3 separate regions of the Mus musculus genome follow, and regions 2 and 3 are each linked to region 1. The links are chromatin contacts, called in public Hi-C and promoter capture Hi-C maps. All regions are on one chromosome and are shown on one strand. The core of a region is the stretch at or near the end of the contact, and the rest is flanking DNA. Distances in the headings are between cores, read along the strand shown. Region 1 holds the start of Pik3cd (phosphatidylinositol-4,5-bisphosphate 3-kinase catalytic subunit delta). Region 2 holds the start of Slc2a5 (solute carrier family 2 (facilitated glucose transporter), member 5). Region 3 holds the start of Gpr157 (G protein-coupled receptor 157).

Region 1 (4,403 bases), core at 1,078-3,577:
CACGCACAGGTAACCAAGCCTGACCATCTGAACTTGATCCCTAAGCGACAGAAGGGGGTGCCAGACTCCTCCAAGTTGTCCCCTGATCTCCAAACCATGCCACGGCATACACAGGTGAATAAATAAATATAAAAATTCTTATTAAAAAACAAAACCGCCGGGCGTGGTGGCCCATGCCTTTAATCCCAGCACTCGGGAAGCAGAGGCAGGGGGATTTCTGATTTCGAGGCCAGCCTGGTCTGCAAAGTGACTTCCAGGACAGCCAGGGCTACACAGAGAAACCCTGTCTCAAAAAACCAAACCAAACCAAACCAAACCAAACCAAAACCAGGAACTAGTGGAGGTATTGACTATATTATCTCACGTAGCCCAATCACAAATGGTTTTCCTTCTTTCTCTGTTTTTCAACACTTGTTGACTTATTGTGGTAGAGGGAGGACATATCTACTGGTGCCCGTGCAGAGGTCAGTGGACAGCTGAGGAGTTGGCTTTCTCCTTCTACCATGTTGGTTTTGGGGATCACACTCAGGTTGTGGGCTTGGAAGCACCCTTACCTGCTGAGCCATCTCGCCAGCCTGCCTTCCTCTCCTTTTTTGAGACAAGAGCCCAGAATATCCTTGAACTCACTGTGTAGCTTAGGAGAACCCAGAACTCCTGACCCTCCAGTCTCCCAGTGCCAGGATTCCATGTGTGGATGGCCACACCCAGTTTATGATGTGCTGGGTATAGAACCCAGGGTAGCATGTGTTGTAGGCAAGCCATGTGTTGTAGGTGAGCCATGTGTTGTAGGCGAGCCATGTGTTGTAGGCAAGCCCTCTACTGACTGAGCTATACTCCTAATTGCCTTTTTCTTATCTTCCTAAATTTTAGTGAGTCTATATTGCTTCCATAGTGGGAAAAAAATAGTATTAAAGGAAATCTAGGGTGGGCACAAAGATGATTCTTGTTCCTGCAGTTGGTTTTCCTATTTCCATTTATGGCTTTTAAAATTCCGAGGTAAGGTCTCATCCTTCGCCCGCTCAAAACACAATCCAGTAGATCCCACACTTAGTGGGTTGCAGAGCCCTGTCTAAGTCATAGACAGAAACCACCAAATGCCATCCAGATGTGTGCGATGCTCACTCAGTAAATCACCCTGAAAATGATTCAGCAAACCCCAAACCTCTTTCTAACAATGGTGTTTACTGCCGGGGTGACAACTCTAAAGACGAGTTGGCTTGCAAGGCCCTTGCTCTGTGGACAGAGTGGTTCCGAAAATGACCGCCCAGTCATGAGCGGGATGCGAGCCCAGCCAGAGGCAGCCCCAAAGCTGGCTCGCAATCTAGCAATCTAGTAAAGGGAAATGCATACTGTTAAAGGGGAAGCTGACTTTGGAATGATAAGTGGAGTTTAAACCACAGGTTTTGAGACAATTCTTAGAAATTGTATCTTGTAGACTTCACATCTAAGGGCTGAGGGTAAGAGCTGAGGGTAAGCGCTCAGCGGGTAGGACATGTGCTTTGTAAGCATCAGGACAGAGTCAGTTCCTCGGAATCCACATTTTAGAGGCAGAGGGGGACTGGACAGATGACACAGCAGTTAAGAGCACTGGCTGCCTCTGTTCAATTCTCGGCAGAATATGGTGGCTCAAAGCCATCTGTAACTCTGGTTTCAGGGGACCCAAAGCCCTATTGTGGCCCCTGTTGCACACCAGACACACATATGGTGGATACCTATATGCATGAAATAAAAATAAGTAAATTATAAACAAAACAAGTGGCTGGGGATAATAGCACTCTTTTGCAATCCCAGTATGGAAGAGGTGGAGAAAGGTTGACTTGCTGGCCAGATAGTATAGCCTACTCCAGTGAGATCCTATATCGAGAGAGAGAGAGAGAGAGAGAGAGAGAGAGAGAGAGAGAGAGAGAGAGAGAGAGAAGAAGAAGAAGGAGGAGGAGGAGGAGAAGGAGGAGGAGGAGGAGACAGGAGGGGGACGGGAGGGGGAGGGGAGGGGAGGGGAGGGGGAAAGGAAAATAAGGTGCCCTGCTCCTGAGAAATGGCAGCCAAGGCTGCCTGCCTCTGGTCAGTTCCCACACACAGTTTTTGCCCTGAAATTCTGTGTCTGTGAACAGTGTCTCCCTGAGCATCAAGGTGTGAGAAGCGGCCATGGCTCTACCTGCTTGATGGTGCTGAGGTTGGCATTGCGGGACACGGGGAAGTTCAAGTAGACCCCTGTGGGCAGCAAGAAGTCAACAACCACGCTCTGGCTCTCCTCTTTGGTCCAGAACTCCATGGGGCAGTCCACCCCAGGGGGCATCCTGTTGTGTTACTTCTCTGAGGTCTGTTTTCCTGTGGGAAAGGCAAAGGCATGATGAACTAAGGCTTTGGCCAATGGGACGGCCAGATCTGGGCCACAGGAGGACATGCAAAGCTTGCTACACATGAGGCAGCATCCTGCCTAGGTGGCTTGTGACTCCCACCAATTTAAGCCACCCTATAGGCCGAGGTGCTTCTTATTACAGGTGGACATGCCATAGGCCAAAAGACCGCACTGTGGCCGACAGGTGACCCACAGTGGGAAACAAGAACAGGTAGATGCTTGAAAACCAAAGATAAAACTCTTCAGTTCTTAAAAATGTTCTGGCCAGAGACCAATTAGCTTAAAACCAGCGCTGACGAGCTGGCCACAGCACAGTGGCACCTGCTTACAATTCCAATAGTTGGGAGGTGAAGGGGGCTGATCAGGAGGAGAGCAAAGCCAGCCTCGGTTATATAGTAAGTTCAAAACCAGCTTGATGACCGTGAGATCTCTCTCTCTCTCTCTCTCTCTCTCTCTCTCTCTCACGCACGCACGCACGCACGCACGCACGCACGCACGCACGGAGAAAGAATACATGACTTTATCTAAGGAGTTACGATATCGGTCATGCCAACCCTCAGCCACCCCTTGCCCCCTCCACAGCACCACAGCAATAACAAAACATAACAGATCACAGGACACAGGGTGTGTTCACCACCCACACTCCCAGTCACCAAATCCCTCCCCGTCGCCACCAGCTTCCCCCTTCCAGGTCACTGCAACCTGGAATCTAGCCACTTAATCAACTGTAGGCATGTTTTCATACTCTTATTACTAGTGTGCGTTCATGAGCAATTCCTAGTATTTTCAGTGAGCTTTGAAAACCTGCCTGCCTAGTGACTCTTCAGAGCCGAGCTGTGGGACACCCACAGACCCAGGCTTGTGCAGGTAGGTCCTTTGCAAGGAGCCTACTGCCTCTGTGAGTCCCTGGATGCAACAGCCACATCATATCAAGAAAACATCACTTGCTTGCAACCCTCCTCACCAGCCTTGGGCTTCCGCATTCTTTCTGCCTCCCCCCCTCCCCCTCCCCCCCTCCCCCAACTGCACAGACTTGGAGGAGGGGGAGACAGGGGGGGGGGGCACACAGATTTCCCATTTAGTGCTGAAAGAAGCTTTAATGTTCATATAATCAAATTTGTCTACTTTATGCTTTATTATTTTGATTAGTTTTTTGGTTTTGTTTTTGAAATAGAGTCTCTACTATGTAGGCCAGGTTGGCCTCAAACTCTGTGAAACCTCAACCTCCCAAATGCTGGGATTAAAGGAGTGCACCACTGTGCCTGCCCTATTTTAATTCTTTAAAAAAAACCAGAATTCTAGGCTGAGGGTGTGTGGGTCAGTTGGTAGAGTACTTACCAACACACACACACACACACACACACACACACACACACACACACCCCTCTGCATTCACTTGCCAACACCACATAAACACATTGGGTACGGCTCTGCACATCTGTAATCCCTGCTCATAGCAGGCAGAGACAGGAGGATCAGAAGTTCAATGCCATCTTCTACTACATTGCAAGTTCAAGACCAGCCTCGACTACATAAGACCCTATCTCAAAAAAAAAAAAAAAAGAGGAGGAAAAGAAAGAAAGAAAGAAAGACAGACAAAAAGACTTGTGAATTGGGGTGCGTAGCTCAAGGACAGCTCAGCATGCTTGAGGCTCTGAATTGGAGCCCAACACCAAAACATAACAGAAAATGTCCATGCCTACCACAAGGTCACATTCTCCTGGATTTAAATGACATATTTGGTTTATGAGAGATGTCCCTATTGGTGGTGGTACCAACTGGGCTGGGCCTGACTCACTGGGCAGCAGCTGCTCCGGGCATGCCTCCTGTGCCCCCACCTCTCACCTCCCCGCCCCCACCCCCAGTAGCTGCTGGTACCTACTTCCTCTGAGTGTGAAACCACGTCCTACTTGGGGTTCCTCTTTCTAAGGCCAAAGTTTTCCTTTTTTAATTTAAAATTCGGGCAGGGGAATAGGCAGGAATCTGGAGGGTTGCATCTACAATGCATTCTTTCCAAGCTTGGGAATTCAGGGGTACCTTCGGT
Region 2 (4,403 bases), core at 864-3,363, 460 kb after region 1:
TCTTGAATGATGATTGACTTTCGAGGGCCCGGCTCTTTATGTATCAATACTACAACCTTTGGGCAGATGGTCCTGGGAAATATTTTAGAAAGCAAGCCTGAGGGACAAGCCAGCAGGCCCTTTTCCTCCATGGTCTCCGCTTCAGTTCCTGGTTTAGCTTGAGCTTCTGCCGTGGCCTCTCTGGAGGATGTACTGTGATCAGCAGTTGTAAGCTGACACAAACCCTTTCCTTCCGAAGCTGCTTTTGGTTGTGGTCTATACCACAGCCATGGGAAGCAAACTAGGACACTCTGCTTCCTCAGCGAGAGTCTGAGCCCCAAGTGGCCAAGGCTATTTTTGCATCCTTTTTCTCTCTTCTCTATACAGCAAAGGGCCGGGTAAATAAAAACACTGACTAACAGGAAAACTCACATCCCAGAAAGAGCAGCTTCCAAACATTTAGGTTTTCCTCCCCTCCCTCACCCTCCCTTCTCTCTCTCTCTCTCTCTCTCTCTTCCTTCCTCCCTCCCCCCCTTTTATTTTTTATTTTTTTTTAGACATGGTCTTGCATAGCCCACACTGTCTATCCAAGTATGGCCTAGATCTTCTGATAGCCTGCCTCCACCTCCCTAGTGCTGGGATCGTAGGCTGTGCCACCACACTGAGCAATACTCTTCTTCTGGACTGTGTACTGACAAAGTTTCTGTGTTGTGTTACTAATCGTGGTTTTGGAATTGGGATCTGAGACCTAGACCTTCATCCCAGAATTTTTGGCAAAGTTATTTCCCTACTTAGAGGCAATTTAAGGGCTGGAGAGAGGGCTCAGCAGTTAAGAACTCTTGTTCTTCTTGCAAAGGAGCCAGGTTTGGTTCCCAGCACCCACATGGTGGCTCAGAACCATACATGTAAGTCCACTTCAAGGGGATCTATCATCCTCTTGCGACCTAAGCAGGCACCAGTTTCCACATGCAGTACACACATACATGAAGGCAAAACACTCACGTAAAATGACATAGATATTTTAAAATATTTTAGAAGCAACTTAATATAAAAGATCTGAGAGGCTGCTTGGTGGGCTCGGCCTGTCTCACATCCTTCCCCACTGTGGATCAAATGACTTCCCCAAGAGAAAGGTATGGAAGAAGGCCCTCTAGAGTCCAGCCCGGAGAACTGCACCTGGCCACTCCCTTTTCTCTTTAAGACAATCCCTTGGCTCTTATCAGAGATGGCTGCTAAACCCAGGTCAAATTCCTGGAAATATTAGTAATTCGTCACATGTATTCTTTCCACCCGCCTCATTCTGTGCTCTTTAACTCACCAAAATGTCCGTGGGTTTATTAGTGCTTATTAAAGGCCTTTTTAAAGGTCCCATTGAACCAGAGGCTCAGACCTGTAACCCTAACATTTGGGAATCCGAGACCAGGCTCTCTCAGGTTCAAGACCTACCTGGACTATACAGTGAATTCCACAACACCCTGGACTACATAATGGAACTCAGTCTCAAAACACAAACAAACAAACAAACAAACAAACAAAAGCATAAAAATGAATCCCAAAGCTTAGATACAGCGGTGGATTTCCTGCCGCATTCAGAAGCCACAGAAGCAAGGGCGAGATGGCCAGGGAAGGCTCAGCAGGCCGGATCCATCTGGGAGGTCTGAAAACCAAGAGGATCCATCCACACACTTTCAAACCAGATGCACCCAGGGTACTGTGTTCCTAAGAGTGCCCACTGCCCACCTTCCAGCCCTCCACCCTGTTGGCCGTGGCTTGGCTGGGTCCTGAAATTGCGGACAGGTTCTTCAGGGGACACAGAAGACATGTCTATAGAATGACCTTCTCTTCTCTCTTGGAGAAGAGAGCCCTGGGGATGGATGTCCTTGGGGCAGACTGCAGTTGCCAGCCCAGAGGACCAGACAGAATCGCCAGCTCCCTCCAGGGGACACAGGGACGCATGCAGCTCCGCCCCCTCCCCCGCCCCCGCCCCCTACCCGCTCCTGCCCCTCCGCACCCCTCCCCGGCTCACCTCAACCGCAAGTGCTCTTGGGACTGAGGATGAGCGTTGGTCGCGCTGAACTGCGACTGCGCAGAAACCAGACTCCCACTCCGAATACTTCTCTCAGGGTCTGACCACAGACCTGCACCCACCCACCCACCTACCCTGTTGAGAAAGTTGAGGCAGGGATTGAACCCTCAGCTTTCAGATCTCATTTTACAGTAAAACAGGCAGAGAGAAGATTAATAGTTGGGGGCCAAGAAGCTGGCCTCTGTTCCCTACGCTCCCAAGATTGTAAACTCGGCTCGTTATTTCTGTACCCCACCTCTCACTCCCGCCCCCGAAGTAAGTGACACCACCTACAATTTACGTGCATTTTCTTTGGAAGGTTTTGTTTTTCTTCAAACTATTTGAAATACATGAATCTCTCTGGCCCCGTCACGCCTTAGTTGAAGAGCCACCGTGTTGGAGTGGGAAGAAAACAAGGAAGTTTTCCTGGAAGGAGACGCCCCCACTGTCCATTGCTACCCGAGCGGATCTACACTTCTGGATGCAGAGTGGGCTCCTGATAAACGGCTGAAGGGTGAAGGACAAGAAGAAAGACATCTGCTGACTGAACTCGAGCAACAGCTAATAAATCAAAGGAGCATGTCTAACAAGGATGAAAATCTGCGGGCCTGGTGGGACTTTGCTCAGGTTTTGGCTGCCTGGCCTGGTCAGTCCGGTAGCAGTTGAACACGTGCTGAGCGCCGGAGCCCGTGGTGACCAGCTTGTGGGCAGATTGCTGGACTCACACCAGCCTCTGGGGACTTAGCCTGCCCTGCAAAGGAAGAGTACAAGAAGGTATTTGCTACTTTCCCAGTACTGAAAAGTGTATCTCTCCGGGCCGCTCGGGGTTCCTTAAAAAGACAAAATAAAGTTTTCTCCTCAAACAGCGTTACCTAAGGCCAGGGTAGATAGCTCAGCCCTAGAGCACAGGCAATCCGTACTCGGTCTCCAGCACCAATAATAATAGTGATAGTAACGATAATAACAGTTTCATCATGGTTGCTTGAGCAAGAACTGACTCTCCACTAGGGACACTTGGCAGTAGAAGGTGTGGTGGGAAACACTAGGCTAAGCCTTTACAGCCCCATATGTTAGCCCATTATCTAATGTGGCATAGGGCTGGTGACAGCTGTTGCTGTCCATGTGTTCCAGACAGAAATACACTTTCTAGTCATTTTTCAAGGCCGTGCCTGGTGAAGACTTGAGCAGTGGAGGCTGTTTCCCCTGGGTACCTCGCTGAGTCCACAGTTTCAGGGGACCCACTGGCTTAGCCAAACTCTACATGTTTAACTTAAAAGCAGAAGTGAAAGGCAGGGCAAACGCTGCCGGTGCCTGAAAGGGTTATTCTGACTTAGACTAGCAATAAAAATGCAATTGGCTGAGAGTTGGCACGGCCAAAGTGCAGCCTAAATATCTTCCCTCCCGAACAGCACAGCTGGCACTTTGAGGAGGTGAGCCGCAGGCTGCACTTGCAGAGCAACGATGGAGGAAAAACATCAAGAGGAGACAGGGGTGAGTATGTGGCTGGCAGCGGTCAGAGGAGGGGGGTGGGGCGGGGGCGGGGGTGGGTGTCGACTGCTCAGCTTCTTGCTCAGGTATTGCAGAACCTGCCCTGGGCGGCGGGATGCGCTTGTCTGGAAGAGGGCAGTTTGCTCAGAAGCCCAGCAAAGAGTAGGGTTTTATAGGAGTCAGTGCAGTGTTTGTAGACAGATGCCCGTTAGGAATCCTGCCACCGGAACAGCTCTCGGAAAGTGCCTGAAACGGGGCTGGTGAGTATGGTTCTGCTCGTAGAGTACTTACCATGGGTCCAGAAAGTCCAAGGTGAAGCAGGTATGGCTCACGCTTGTGCCTTAGCCCTTGGGAGGTAGAGGTGGGAGATGAGGAGTTTGAGGTTAATCTCAGCCACAAAGGGAGTTCAAAGCCAGCCTAGGATAAAGACCCTGTTTGTCAAAAAAAAAAAAAAATTTTTTTTTCCTTTCTCTTCCAAACTCACAGTGTAAGTAGGGATTAGGTGTAGATTTCCTTGGTTGAGAAAAATTTCCAGCGCCAAGAAGGTAACATGAGCTGGGCAGTGGTAGCGCACGCCTTTAGTCCCAGCACTTGGGAGGCAGAGGCAGGTGGATTTCTGAGTTCAGGGCCAGCCTGGTCTACAGAGCGAGTTCCAGGAAAGCCAGGGCTATACAGAGAAACCCTGTCTCGAAAAAAAAAAAAAAACCAAACAAACAAAAAAATGTTACATGAATTGATGAACACATTCAAGGAATTTGCATTTTAATCCTTCCCACGGCGTTTGTTTGTATGTGGCTAGGGAGGAGCAGGCATCTGTGCAAAATATTATTTACCAAGGTCCGTAACACATGGACTGGAAGCTTGGCCTATG
Region 3 (4,403 bases), core at 485-2,984, 420 kb after region 1:
GCTAAAAGGGCCATTGTTGATGACAATAAAACATACATTTTAAAAATTTATTATTATTATTTATTTATTTGTTTGTTTGTTTGTTTGTTTTTGGTTTTTCCAGACAGGGTTTCTCTGTATAGCCCTGGCTGTCCTGGAACTCACTTTGTAGACCAGGCTGGCCTTGAACTCAGAAATCCACCTGCCTCTGCCTCTCAAGTGCTGGGATTAAAGGCGTGCGCCACTACTTCCCGGCCTTATTATTATTATTATTATTATTATTATTAATTATGTGTGTGTGTGCCCCCATACTAACTTATGTGCTTGCGAGTACCTTGCCCTTAGAGAGCAGGCCATGGGATGCACTGCAGCTGGAGTCATAAGTGGTTGTGGGCCATCGAATATGCAAGCTGGATCTTGCACAAGTATCTCCATCCCTAAGAAATACAAAATGTTCAAACAAGAAAAAAAAAAAAAACCTCTGTAAACTGGGAACTATGCTTCCTTACTTTTTTCTTTTCATGTAACATATTTAAAATTACATTTTTTTAAATTTATGGGTATGGGGGTACGCCAGCCACAGGTGTGGAGGTCAGATGTGGAGGTCAGATGACAATTTACCCCACCAAGTGCGTCCTGAGAATCAAATTCAGACTGTCAGTGTTATTCTGCCCTGGCAATTACTCAAGGCCATCTCATAGGCACTAATGTTTCATTCCTTAACATCGCACCTGGCGCTGGAGAGATGGCTCAGCGGTTAAGAGCACTTGCTGCTCTTCCAGAGGATCAGATTCGAATCCAGCCCCCACATGGTGCAGGGGGTGGGGAGTCTGACGCACTTTTCTAGCCTCTGTGGGCACTGCATACACATGGTACAGGTACATCCGTGCAGACAAAATATCCACGCACGTAAAATGATAAAATGTATTTTTAAAATAGCACTAATAAGGTATATAGAATAAACAAGGAACTAAAAGTATATATATATTTCAGTAGGTGAGCACTTCATTGGGATGTGTAAGGTCCTGAGTTGTACACCCAGCCCCACAAAAACACAATACTTTCATTGTAACAAAAGTTAGAAACTTCCCCAAATCACCACCACAGATCTTGTGAAGATTTCGAGTACCCAAGCTTCAGGAATGTAGGCCATGCTCTGGACCTGTTTTTGCCACCATCGGAAAGAATGTTTCCAGCAACCACCCCTCCCCTCCCCAACACACACGTAAGCAGGCTGATCAGGGGAAAGTAACATTAGCCTTAAAAATGCCATTCTCCCCTCCCCGCCTCCCCCCAACCCCCAGAACAGGATGTCCTGGCCATTTGCTAACCTCCTAGAGTGGCTCTGAGAGGCAGAAGGCAACGATTGGGACAGGACTGGGAGGTACTAGGTAAGAGGGAAGCGTAGAGGCGCAGAGGCGTGGGGAAACGCGGAGAAGCGATTGAGCTTGAGGCTGAAAGAGCATCAGGGCGGAGCAATGCGCAAGTGGGGGGCATGGGAGGAGCTTGAAGGAGGCTGGGCGGGGCTCTGGGGCTACAGGGCGGGACATGGAGAGCTCAGGGGCGGAGCGCTGGAGCTTCAGATTCGGATGTGTTACTGCGCAGGGGCGGGGTGCAGGGGCGGGACGCGAGGAGAGCGCGCAGGGTTACAGAGTCGGGGTGTGGAGAGCTCATGAAGGGGCTACCAGCTTGGAGACAGCAGGGGCGGGGACTCGGGACGAGATTAGAGTGCTCAGGGGCGGGCGTGGAGTGCTCAAGGGAGGGACCTGGAGGACTCAGGGTAGGATTGTAGAGCTCAGGGACAGGGAGTGGAGGGCGCCGCGGTGAGACCGCTGTTGTGTAGTTGTTAGACTGGGCGGGGCTGGGACGCAGGCGGGACCCGTGGGGACGCGAGCCCGGGCGCCAAATGCCCAGACAGAGGCGACCGCGGGCTCGGCTTGGCCACGACCTCTCGGCACCCTTAGGCCTGTGCACCCTGGCTGTCTGCCCTTGGTCCCCAACCCACCATGCCCTCACCCGCGCCTCCCACCGAGCTGCTGCCGTGGGAGCGCGCGGTGGTGCTGCTGTCGTGTGCGCTGTCAGCTCTGGGCTCGGGCCTCCTGGTGGCCACGCACGCCCTGTGGCCTGACCTGCGTAGCCGGGCGCGGCGCCTGCTACTCTTCCTGTCGCTAGCGGACCTGCTCTCGGCTGCCTCGTACTTCTACGGAGTGCTGCAGGACTTTGCGGGCACTTCGTGGGATTGCGTCCTTCAGGGCGCTCTCTCTACTTTCGCCAACACCAGCTCCTTCTTCTGGACGGTGGCCATCGCCCTCTACCTATACCTCAGCATCGTCCGAACTACGCGCGGGCCCTCCACGGACCACCTAATCTGGGCTTTTCACCTCATCAGGTGAGTAGGAGACCCGGCTTTGCCTCCAGGCCCCAGACCCAGGCTTATGGGTCCCGGGCCTTGCGTGCTGTGCTGTGGCATTCGTGCTTTCCCTATCTAGGTGTCAAGGTGGTGTGTCCTACTGGCAGTCACATGCATCCCCGAACCATGGAAGGGTGCCCAACTTGCCCAAAAAGTTGGAGCCAAACCTGTCTGAGCGTCTCTGAAGAGGGTGGTCTCTGTATCTGCCCCAGCCAGAATCTCCCAGCAAGGTGTGGGTGGGTGCAGAACTTGCCCATAGGAAGAGGTCTGCCATTTAGAAAGGAATTGGAGACAGTCTGTGCCCTTTGCCTCCTACTTCACCGCGATCTGGCAGTCTCTGCTGCCCATGGAGAGAAGTTCCAGTCTGCAGGCTAGAAGATGAGTTAGGTGGCTGCCCTGGCCTAAAAGCCCACAGCTTCCAATTCTATACCACAGTGGTTGTGGTGCGTCCAGCCACTCTCAGACGATAGTGTGCCAACTGTAAAATGCACAGAGGTATGCTTCTTTAAGCTTTTCACGACATTTATAAACTTCAGGCCCCCATTACCTGCACTTTCTTAGACGCTTTTAAAAAAGATTTATTCATTTTATTTTATGTGTGTGAACTGACTGCATGTATGTATGTGTATGTGTCACGTGTATGTGTACTTGGCGCCCTCGTAGGTCAGACGAGGGTATCGGATCCCCTGGAACTGGAGTTACAAATGGTTGTGAACCATCATGTGGGTGCCGGGAATTGAACCAAGGTCCTCTACAAGAGCAAGAAGTGCTCTTAATCACTTCTCTTAACCATGCTCTCAACCATCTCTCCAGGTCACTCGATGTGGTCTTGATTGTCGAGAACTCAGGTCAGGGTCAGGCTGTCAGCCACCTGGAGTCCCTGAGAGTGGGGAAGCCCAAGGCCCTGCACTATGCTGGTCCACTCTTCTTTCACGCTTGTCAGCAAGAAAGCTGTGCCCAGAGGCCAGCCTTCCCTCCTGTCGTTTCAGTTTGAAATTCTCGGCAGTCTGCGCAGAATTTGAGGCAGGAAGCCTAAGGCTTGTTTCCTGTCTCTTTGCCTCAGCTCAAGGCACCAGCGTCCGCCCTAATTATAGGTCCCTTCTATTAAAAACTTGAATGCTTTCCAAGGGCCGAGCGGGTAGTCAGCACTTTGGTAGAGACAGGTCACCTGGGTGTCACACGCAGAGGCCACAAGCTGGGAAGAGTCACTTGACCTCCTGTTCTTGTAGCTGTTGGAAGGAGACCAGCCGGTCCTAAAGAAACGAAAGAGCCCTCCTCTCCACTTGCCAAGCAAAATCTTTGTGCCATGTCACCATGTTACAGGTAGGGACCTACTGAGAAGGAGTCTGGGGTTTCTCTCCCCTCCAGCATGCAGCAGACACTGACTGTGTGAGACACCACAAGTGTGATGCCAGGTGGTCACAGGCACTGGGAAGGGAGCCCAGGGTTGGACCTTTCTTCCAAGGATCTCTCCTCTGCTGCCTTCCTTTAAACCCCGATGACGACAGTATATTTTTTAAGCAAAAGAAACAGAACCCTCTGTGTGGTCCCTACAGAAGATGAGTTCCCTAACCCATCTGAGTTGGGAGTTCTCCGCTCAGTCTGCATCAGCCACCCTCTGGGAGGGTTCTCTATGATGCTTGGAGAAGTCTTCCTAGGGCAGGCTGTGTCCAGGAGACTTGCTAGAACCTGCCCAGCAGGTTCATTTTTGACCCAGATCCTCCCACGCTGGTTGCTAGGGGCTCTCCACAGTATAACCTTGGAGTCTTAGGTTATTGTTGCTGACGGATCTGTTTGTGGAAGAATTCTCATTCCTGGACACGGCCTACCTGAACCCTCACTGTGTGTCTGTGTATATACTTATTAGACAGGTTCTCCCTGTATAGCCTTGGCTGGCCTGGAACCTCCTGCCTCTGGCTCCCGTGGCTGCTACCACGTGTGCTACCACGCCCACTGATTATCCCGGCTCTTCTTGCAGACTTTACAACCTTGCAAAGGATTTTTAAAATACTAA

What was found. Promoter capture Hi-C pulls out the DNA fragments that hold promoters and counts their contacts. Hi-C and Micro-C count contacts between places; a contact is called where the count stands out from the background.
Region 2: a Hi-C map of myocytes shows a contact between it and region 1, with 2.8 times the contacts expected there. The contact joins the promoter of Slc2a5 here to the promoter of Pik3cd in region 1. A contact is called at or near these places in 2 of 39 promoter capture datasets (hippocampal neurons and pre-B cells), 1 of 484 Hi-C or Micro-C datasets (myocytes), 1 of 115 datasets of contacts at active chromatin or transcription factors (neural tube) and 1 of 9 other capture datasets (embryonic stem cells).
Region 3: a contact with region 1 is called in a promoter capture Hi-C map of pre-B cells. The contact joins the promoter of Gpr157 here to the promoter of Pik3cd in region 1. A contact is called at or near these places in 2 of 39 promoter capture datasets (embryonic stem cells and pre-B cells), 1 of 15 datasets of contacts at CTCF or cohesin (embryonic stem cells), 5 of 484 Hi-C or Micro-C datasets (embryonic stem cells, nephron progenitors and palatal mesenchyme) and 5 of 115 datasets of contacts at active chromatin or transcription factors (T-cell acute lymphoblastic leukemia, astrocytes, fibro-adipogenic progenitors and 2 more).

Annotation. Positions count from the first base shown.
Region 1 is chr4:149,660,989-149,665,391 of GRCm38.p6, forward strand. Pik3cd (phosphatidylinositol-4,5-bisphosphate 3-kinase catalytic subunit delta) reads right to left here and starts at 2,328. Exons shown (of 22, transcript NM_001164052.1): 1 at 2,156-2,328. The coding sequence starts at 2,296.
Region 2 is chr4:150,117,231-150,121,633 of GRCm38.p6, forward strand. It overlaps Slc2a5 (solute carrier family 2 (facilitated glucose transporter), member 5), which reads left to right and starts at 2,114. Exons shown (of 14, transcript NM_019741.3): 1 at 2,114-2,320; 2 at 2,425-2,818; 3 at 3,454-3,535. The coding sequence starts at 3,506.
Region 3 is chr4:150,085,769-150,090,171 of GRCm38.p6, forward strand. Gpr157 (G protein-coupled receptor 157) reads left to right here and starts at 1,735. Exons shown (of 4, transcript NM_177366.3): 1 at 1,735-2,368. The coding sequence starts at 1,986.